2 separate regions of the Anser cygnoides genome follow, and region 1 is linked to region 2. The links are chromatin contacts, called in public Hi-C maps. All regions are on one chromosome and are shown on one strand. The core of a region is the stretch at or near the end of the contact, and the rest is flanking DNA. Distances in the headings are between cores, read along the strand shown.

Region 1 (4,962 bases), core at 1,450-3,949, 61 kb after region 2:
ATATTTTTAAAAAACAGACTTCTGTTAAGCCAAGATAAAGTGTTAAGCTAAACATTTTTTCTTATTTTGAGATCCCAGGTGTTTGGTTGAAATTCTCCTCTTACATTACAATTGGATGAAACAGTGCAGTGAGTCACATCAGACTCACAGCCTTCTGATGTGCTCTATGATTGACATTAGCTACTGCCACCATGGAGGGCCAAAGGACAACAAATACACTGCTTTTAAAACACGTTAACTTTTTTATTCAACCTGCTTAAATTTGGACAACCTACATTTAATTTTAATTACATTCATATTATACCAAAATAGTCAAAGTGAGTTAAACCGCATCTGTTTTTGCTCACATACACTGAACTGTTGGAAGAAAAGAGTAAAGCAGGACTCAGAAGTGATGATTTTGTGTGCTGCACTCCTCAATTTTACAAGTATTTTTTTTTTTATTTTAAGTACCAATAAAAACATTTTCAGGGTTGTCATGATTTTGTTTTCAGTTTGCAAGGCAATATGCAGACATACAAATTTGTGTTAAATAAACCAGAAGCAGTAAACTTACAACAAAAGCTGGTCAAGATTGTAAAAGAATCTGAACAACCAGAATCCTCAACTTTGCTTATACCACCCAAAAGAAATTTTCTAATTGTCTTGGCAATCAAGGATATCCCAATTTCAAAAATAAGTCTCAGTTCTACACCACAAGCTCAGCGTCTGTTGAAGTTTGCCTGGCCGGTTAACCTGCTTCACTTCATACATTTTGAAAAGAACATACTTTTCATCTGCGTAGTCTCCATTACCACACATGAAAGTCCTTAAACAGAGGTATTTTGCTACTGAGGCCTCCGCAAAACTGCTTTTTAACAGGGTAGTATTTCCTACTTTGACTTCAGTAAGGCTTCCAACACCATCTCCCGTAAGGTCCTGAGAGAAGCTGATGAAGCACAGGCTGGATGAGCTGCACGGTTGGGCACAGAGGATGGTGAACAGTGGCACGAAGTCAAGTCGGAAGCCAGTAACAAGCAGTGTACCCCAGCAGTCAATAGTGGGGCCACTCCTGCTCAACATCTTCATCAAAGATCTGGATGACAGGGCAAAACATAGCCCCAGTAAGTTTGCCAATGATACAATATGGGCAGGGGTCGTAGATACACCAAGGGTATCATGCTATCACCCAGATGGACTTCAACAGCCTGGAGAAAAGGGCTGAGCAAGGGGAATTGCAAAGCCTGGCCCTGGGGAGCAACCCCAGGCACCAGTACATGCTGTGGGCCACCCTGATGGAAAGCAGCCCAGCAGAAAAGGCCCTGGGCATCCTCATGGATACTATGGGGAAAAATATCCAGCAACATGCCCTTGTTGCAGCGAAGGCTCATGGTATGCCGGGCTCCTTTAGGCAAAACATTGCCAGCAGGTCAAGGGAGGTGATTCTTCCCCTCTGCTCAGCACCAGCGAGGCTGCGCCTGGACTGCTGGGTCCAGTTCTGGGCTCCCCAGTACCAGAGAGACATGGAGCTACTGGGAAGAGTAGGGCCAAGACAAGTAAGGGACTGGGGCATCTCTCCTGTGATAAAAGGTGGGGAGCTGGGGCTGTTCAGCCTGGAGAAGGCTTGGGGGGATCTTAATGTCTAAAAATACCTGAGGGAAGGGCACAAAGAAGTCAGAGCCAGGCTTTTTTTGGTAGTGCCTGGGGGCAGGACCAGACACAAAGGGCACAGACTGAAAAACAAGAAGTTCTGTCTGAACACCTGGAAACACTGGAGGTTTTTTGTAGCACGGAAAAGACGAAGTCTAGGTAAAGAAAAAGGAGCCATCAGAACCTCAGCGGCTCAGTTACTTGTGGAGATGTGGGGCGGTAACTTCTGCTCCCGGTCAATCTCATTGCAGCTGGAGGTGGCAGCTCTCCACGCTGTTGTTCCAGCTGCTCACCCAGCTACGATTCATTTGGGCAGGCTTTACTGCAGACAGCTCTTATGACACACGCGGGATAATGTATCATAACAAGTTTAAGGCACACGCTGTCCCGTGACTCACGCAGTGAGTAAACACGAGAGGAAGCAGCCAGCACAGACGGGCGGCGCGGTGCTCGTCTGAGCAAGGCATTGTTTCAGACCTCTCTTCGTTAAGTTCGTTAAGCTCTGGTAACGCACACGGTCCCTACTCCAGTAAGGTATTTCCTTGCCCCGAGAAGCCTCTTGGAAATTAGGAATCCCACCTTCAGCCTTCTCCCTAGGGACAACAGATCCCTGAAGGGCACAGGCCTTAGCTCAGCAATACGAACACCTCCACGAGCAGCTTCTGGGTGACGGGGTGGCGCCGAACGCCCTGCCAGGCTCGGCCTAGGGGCTGCCCCCGGCCCCGGCACAGCCAGCCCTCGGGGGGAGCAGGATTTGCTCCCCCAGCAGCACCCCTCGCTCACCCCGTACAGCCGCCACGCTTCAGCCGGCCTTCCCCTCGCCCTCCTCCTGCCCCCCTCGCCCTCCTCCGTCCCCTCACCCAGCTCCATCCCCGCGCCCCCCCAGCTCCTGCGGGTAACACCGTGCCCAACGGCCGCAGAGCACCCGGCCACCACCCGGATCCCTGCCGTTCCCCTACGCCCCCCAGCCGCCCCCCAGGCTCCCCCAGCCCCGTACCTGCTCGCCTGCGCCCCAGCACCGCCCGGCAGCGCTGCGGCGGGGCCCGGCCCAGGAGGCGGCAGCGGCGGGACGCGAACCCGCGGCCCTACGGGAAAGGGAGGGGAGGGGGGAGGGAGTTCAAAAAAACCCTGCAAGGCGCATGCGCGGTGCGCCCCGCGCCGCTGACGCCAGTTCCTGTTGTGCTCGGGGCCTGCCGCCGCCCCGGCAGCGAGGCGGGCGGGGGGCGGCCGGTAAGCGGGGGGGGGGGGGCGCGGGGCCGCCTCACGGAGCGGGGCCCGGGCGGAGCGACGGGACCGGGACCACCTCACGGAGCGGGGCAGGGCCCCACGGGACGGGGTAGGCCCCGTGTGGCGGCCGGGAGCGGGCGGCGGGGGCCCGGGGGTGGCAGCCCCGGGGAAGCTTTACCCCCTGAGGGAGGCTGTATGCCCCCTGAGGGAGGTTTAACCCCCCCCCCCCCCCCGGGGGGTTTCCTGAGGCGCAGCTCCCGGGGGGAGCCCCTTGGAGCCGGGCCTGCCGCCTCAGCCAGCCCCCCCCCGGTTCTGTGTTGCAGCTCCCGGCGCATGGCACGGCTCCCCGCGCCCTGACGGCCCCCCCATGGAGCCGGCAGCCAAGGAGGAGGAGGAGGAGAGCCTGCAGCTGGCCTTCAAAAAGCTGAGGGTGGACGCGGCAGGGTGAGTGAGCCCGGGGAAGGGCCCTGACAAGGCAGGTTGTTGATATGAGTCTGTCTGCTGTTACTTTGAATCTCGAATGTGATGCGGGAAAAGGCTCCTTGCACTCCTAGGGGTAAAAAACTTCATCGCTTCAAACGAAACACGGTCATTATAACTGTCCACTAGGCAAAGCAGCACTTTGGTACTAATTTTGACTCAATATCCGACTGAAATTACACAGTGACAACATGAAACCATGAAATGACTCGCCCAGAGCAGGGGACCCACTCTAACTGTCGTGGTAGCTTTAGTCACCTTGTGAGATACGGAACTTGTTCATCCGTTTATCGAAACGCTGATGCCTTCAGGCTCATCACTGTTTACTGCAGCACATAAGCGTTTGCCTGGAGAGCATCTGAAAAAGAGTACCGAAACTTTGTGCTGCTCTAGAGCCTGGCCTCGCTGGAAATTATCACGCTAAATGTGGGCACTGATAATTTCTTATTTCAGAAGATAACAGAGTAAAATGTCTGTGGACATTTTTATACCCAAAACATTTGATAACGCACCAAATACATAGATAATATGTAGTATAAGCTTGTTCCTTAGCAGTGGAAGACAATAAAATTATGTAGGCTAATACATTGTGAGATAGTTCACTTGAAGCCTTTTGGGAATTCGCCAGCATAAGGGAAAGCTTTTGTACTGATAACTAATGTTGGCTTATGAGCTCGTCTCCATAGCCATCAATACTCTGAACTCATGGCCTCCCCTGCTCAATAAAAACACATGTTCATTTGCTGCTCATTGTCTATATTTGAGGATGTCTTCTGTTAAGTGTGGGAAAAAATAACTGTTCTCTAGATCAGAGAGAAGCAAGGAGGAATGGTTAGTAAGCGTTCCACTTTTATTGTGTTGCCAGTGGCAGGCTGTGTGGAATTCTGGTTGATTCCTGATGATGTCTCTTCAGGCACAAAAAGATCTTATTTTGAACAGCTAATACCTACTGACTAGTCTGTTAAGATGAAGTTTGGGCAGAGCACTTGTCTCTCCTGATAGAATTTCAGACACCTTACTTAGGATTTCTAGTGCTGTGTTCTAAATCGCATATATGGCCATCAAATCCAAATCCATATGCTGATATTTTGTTAAACATCTCTGTAATTTCTTGCACTTCCATACTGAACTAGGCACAGAGCACTGTGGTAAGGCACGTGCTTGTTGCCTGGACTTCCAGGGCCAGAAGTATTTATTTTTTTTCATTATATGTTTATCTGGAAGTTCTAAGGAGAAATAAATCAGTAATCTCTCCTTGTTTGTTGCTGTACCTCATCCACTTCTCTACTGACTATTCCTCAGCCTGCTACTGTGGGTTCCTGACTTTGCATTTTAGATGAGTAGGAGTCTATCTTTAACTACTATTGTCAGACAAAAATAATTGGAACATGAGTTTACATTCCTTTAATGTGTCATTTTGTTGCTAATAGGGCATGACATCAGCCTCTGGGCATTTTGGCCTTGTTTCCTTACATCCCACCTATTTTTAGGCACTTAACTGTGGTCAACAGAAAAAGGGTGGTTGGAGAGATCTCCGTAAGATCCTGTTTCTAACCCCTGACTGTAGAGGAAGCCAAGGCTGCAAACTGAATTGTCTTCGCTAAGCATCTAAAGCTATGAGGCAGA
Region 2 (4,311 bases), core at 1,085-3,584:
GCAAACACTCCGTAATGTTCTGTTTGGGGAAGGAGAAAGATTTCCACGTGCCCATTGAGTAGCCAAAATTACCTGGAGCCAAGGGTTAAAGAGCTGCAAGGAGACAGGGGAACCCTTCATTTGGCAAGCCAGCAGCACATGGCCTTCCAACAAGCATGTCTTTTAAAGCAATTTTCCCCGAGAAGACTCATCTTTTTGGCAAGAAACATACAGGAGTCCTTCACAGCAATATTTCATCACCCTTTTAGCATTCATTACTTTTTGGCCAGTAGCATTTGGGGAACTCCCCTGAGCAATGTCCAGGTCCAGCGATGGGTCCTTCAGGTTCAGGTGGGCGTTTGGAGCAGAGAAGACCCCAGAGCTGGACTCCGAGGACTAAGGGACCACCCGGAGTGTCCCACTGCACCCTTTGCACTGGTGCTGCCCTTCACTGGTGTGGAGGACTCCTGAAACATCCATTTTCAGCCTGAAATTTCCTCTTCGCTAGGAAAAACTGACCCCAGTTCAGCTCAGTTCTCCCTTCTCTTCTGCAGAGCTTCCTGCAGCTCCCCTTAAATTTTAACCACTAAAGACTAATTCTGGAAACTTTGCGCTTCCGGACAGTAAAGTTCAGCGTCAGAGAAGCCTTGATTAGGGTAATTACATCAGCTTGAAAAGATAATAATCAGCGAGGCACTGCTGCTCTGCCCGTGCTCCCGGAGTCACAGCTGTCATACACCTTCCCGAGGCAGAGACATGCTGTCTTCTCTATTCTGCAGGGGGGTTTGGAGGGACTGAGGAGATTTTATAGGTTTTTTTGGTGCACATCACACCATTTTCTGTGGTTGCAGTGATGGGAGCTGTGTGCAGTAGAGCTCACCTTGCCCGGTGGCACCCAGGGACCAGTTCTCCTGCCCTGTTTTGTGCCTCTGCCACAGGAGGCAGTTGTGGCCTCGCACACAGGTTTCAGCTTCAGCAGACACGTAGAAACCAGCAAGGGGAGAATTTGGGCTTGGAAGGAGCATCAGAGGCAATCAATGGCCTTTTCTCATGGCAATGCTGGGGTTTGTTCACTGGAAAGGAGGGCAATAAATGCGATGTGTTACACCGTGCAGTGCCGTGAATTGTCCTCACGTTCGTGTCAGAAGTGTGGTTTGTTTTTTTTTTCTGATGTAGGAAGAAAAGTCACTTTAATAACTTCTGGTTATTTTAGAGATGAAACATATTGGTGTTAAATAAGTGTATGCTGAAGGCTGATAGAATTAAATATCTTTGCGAAACAAACGCACCTGAGGCTGTCATTGTTGGGGTCAGTGGCACCACCCCAATGCACATCACACGGAGCCAACTGATGGAGCTGTTCTGAGAAGGAAAGGGATGTTGAAAGCTGGCTCTGTGTCACTGTGCCACTAACCCTGCTTGCTGATGAGAAACTAAACCAGAAGCTGGGGTGAATGTGATTTCCCCGCACCTTACCCGTTGCCCAGCATCACCCCAGAGCGGCGCAGGCACCATGGGGACATCCCAGGGGCTGGTGGGGGCTGCATCCTGTGCTGGCTGTGTCCTAGAAGGAACCTTCAGGTTTGAGTTTAGGAAGCAAATGTTTAAGGAAAACATTTAGGAAACTTGTTCAGGCTTTCTTTGGAGAGGATCAGCCATATTTCTGAGGCTTGCTTTACTCCTCGTTGAAAATGGATTTGCCGTTTCTTTGGGAAAGGGAATACAGAAAAGAAACAGACTGCACCCACGCTGCAGCTCCCTTGCTGCCCCCGCGGGCTCTGCAGGGCAGGATTTCATCACTTCTGGAAGCTGGGGAGCTGAGAAGTTGAAAGTTCAGGGCCGGGCCCTGGCAGGCGCTGAGGGCAGAGGCAGGGCTGTGGGGCTCTGCAGGGGCCCGTGGGCAGCTGGCGATGGGGCCAAATCCCCTTTTTAACACCCCTGTTGCTCATTAATGCCAGTGCCAGCCCAAATCTTTGCTGATGCCAAACGTGGGCATGTTCACCTGTTTTCTCCCTTGCACTTGTAGAGGTTTGCAATTTCTTACCAACCTAAATAAAGGTGTTAATTACACGAGAGAAAGGCCCACGGATTGCACTTTCCTCCACCAGTGTGGTCAGCCCAGGGGATGGAAAGATCCTCGGGTATGGGACAGGATCTGCCCTGAAGCTCCTGTTACCCTTGGGATTTTGTGGTATATTTTTGTGGATTTTCACCTTAAACAAGTGCAAGTGTAGATAACATATACGCTAAGTCCCTGCTTCTGGCTGGCTGGCTGGGGAAATGAATGGCCTTAATATCGAGCAGCAAATGTGAACTGTCCAGCCAAGGCAGTGCTCTGCGAAATATTTCATTCAGAGCCACAAACCTACATCCACCGGAGCAGAAAACCAACCAACCAACCACCTCTCTCCAGAAATATGTCCCGAGTTTTGATCAAAGTCCATTTGTAATGTGTTTATCCCATTTATAGCATTTGCACTGTAACAGCAATGAAGAAGTAATGGTTACGTACATCAGCTTTTAGAAAAGGCAATATAAATAAACACAAAAGCAAATAAAAGCTATTTCACAGCATGGTGCATGCTCTGCCCAGCTCGCCATGCCACTTCGTGCCCGAGCAGGTGTAGGGGCAGAACTGCCCCCAGTGCCACCAGTACCACTCATCCCAGTAATGCTGCCGGTGTCGAGGACACTCCTCCAAACCCTACGGAGAGCTGGTGATGGGGAGAGCCCCTTTCAGACAGGGTTTTTGTGCCGTTCCTGCAAGGACAGCCTGCCCCGGGGCCTTGGCTGGGCTGCAAGGTGCTGCTGCCAAAACAAGAGGGATGGAAAAGAGAGGAGGCGTCATCTTTAGAGGCAAGAGGTGATAAACAAACCGCTAAGTGCAAAGGTTGCCAGAGGCTGATTTGAAGCAGAAGAGATGTCAGCACTGTGCTGTCCTGAACCGATGCCCAGTACTGTTAAAAAGTGACTGCTTCCTGCCTTGGGGCTGAAAGTTTAAATTCATAACACTCCCAGAAGAACTGCAGGTGCTCCCTGCTGCTTCTCTGCTGCATGTGCTAGCCTGGAGGGGGGCATGGACATACACTAACCTGCCTCAGCAGAGACACCTGGTGCCATCTGGATGCCGTGGGGTGTCTGGCATCTGTGCAGGGTGGCAGATGTGGTCCATGACCGTCAGCACCCATAGCTGAACACCAGGCAGAGCATCCCATCACCCCTAAAAAGATACCAGGTAATTATCTGGGAGTGACTGCCAGATGTGAAGCGAATCGGGGGCATTTGGAACCTCGTTCTTTTGAGCAAATTCTTTTAGGGGCTAATTATTTTTTCCAAGGGGAACTAAAATGTGTTGAAGTGAGTTGGAGACGTGAGACAGCTGCGGAGAGACGAGGGGTGATTTGCAATGCACAGGAAGAGTTTTCCTCATCCTGGTTCTCTTGAACGCAGATCGGTTCACAGTTTCACTCTGAACTCGATGCTTCATGTTTTTCAACTGCAAATTTCCACATCAGTGGTTCGTAACAAGCCCTCAGCCCACAAGAACTGAAGGAAAAGAGGAAGAAGCAGTGCTGGTTTTCCCAGAAGGCTGCTGACTGCCACCATGTCCGGACAGAAGCCCATATTCCAGGCACCTTCCAAAGCCCCTGGATTTCCCAAACTCTACACATCACCGATTTCCAAAGATGCTGGGAGGTTTGACAACCAGGTCCCTTTTCAGGCTCTCAGAGAAGCTTGATTCCAGCAGCTGCTGCAGTGCCATAACCCTGCGGTTCAAAGGGAACATGAGGTGCTGTGGCTCATGGACTAAATGGGGGTGAAATCGAATCAGGGGCAATCCTCTGTGCTTGGGCACCCCAGCACCTCACAGTGCTTCCAGAAAGTGCTTCTGGGTTTCTTTGCAGATGAGCAACAGAGGAAATGAAATCACTGGCAGAAATGTTTTCAACCAAAGTTGGAAAAAAGTACCACATGTCCACACATTTCTTTTTTATACGCAGTCCCAGCCTGCAATTCCTCACCCCACTTGAAATAGCTGGTGAGATGCGCCTTTATGTCTGAGAAGGGTGAGAAAACAATTCTGTAAATTCATTTTCCACAGAGATTATGAAAAGAAAAGTCATCTAAGCCAGCAAAAAGTCACACCTGAAACACGGTGAGAGATCTTGGGGGGCAGAGAAGGGCGGTAAGCAGGGGGCAGGACTGGGCAGGAAGGGGCTGCGCTGCCAGCTCCTTGCCTTGTGTGCCCCCCACGGCCCAGCCAGAAATTGTCTTGGACAGGGGGAGACCCAGGGCTTTGATGGCAATTTGTCCTTCGAAGCAGGCTGAGAA

The links. Hi-C and Micro-C count contacts between places; a contact is called where the count stands out from the background.
Region 1: a Hi-C map of liver shows a contact between it and region 2, with 2.5 times the contacts expected there. The contact joins the promoter of LOC106041191 here to the enhancer-like site in region 2. A contact is called at or near these places in 3 of 7 Hi-C or Micro-C datasets (granulosa cells and liver).

Annotation. Positions count from the first base shown.
Region 1 is chr16:10,275,601-10,280,562 of Taihu_goose_T2T_genome, forward strand. It overlaps LOC106041191 (oxidative stress-responsive serine-rich protein 1-like), which reads left to right and starts at 2,700. Exons shown (of 4, transcript XM_066978378.1): 1 at 2,700-2,859; 2 at 3,180-3,300. The coding sequence starts at 2,769. It overlaps OSER1 (oxidative stress responsive serine rich 1), which reads right to left and starts at 2,767. Exons shown (of 4, transcript XM_048072571.2): 1 at 2,627-2,767. LOC106041195 (a long non-coding RNA gene) reads right to left here. Exons shown (of 3, transcript XR_001210351.3): 3 at 3,297-3,694.
Region 2 is chr16:10,215,112-10,219,422 of Taihu_goose_T2T_genome, forward strand. OCSTAMP (osteoclast stimulatory transmembrane protein) reads left to right here. Exons shown (of 3, transcript XM_048072470.2): 3 at 1-1,632. Among named protein-coding and RNA genes, the nearest start is that of OCSTAMP, 7.6 kb to the left of the region's middle. Within about 2 kb of position 2,335, at least 1 of the 3 cell types and tissues checked has open chromatin away from gene starts, as enhancers often do. A contact at or near this core is called in liver, where this site is marked.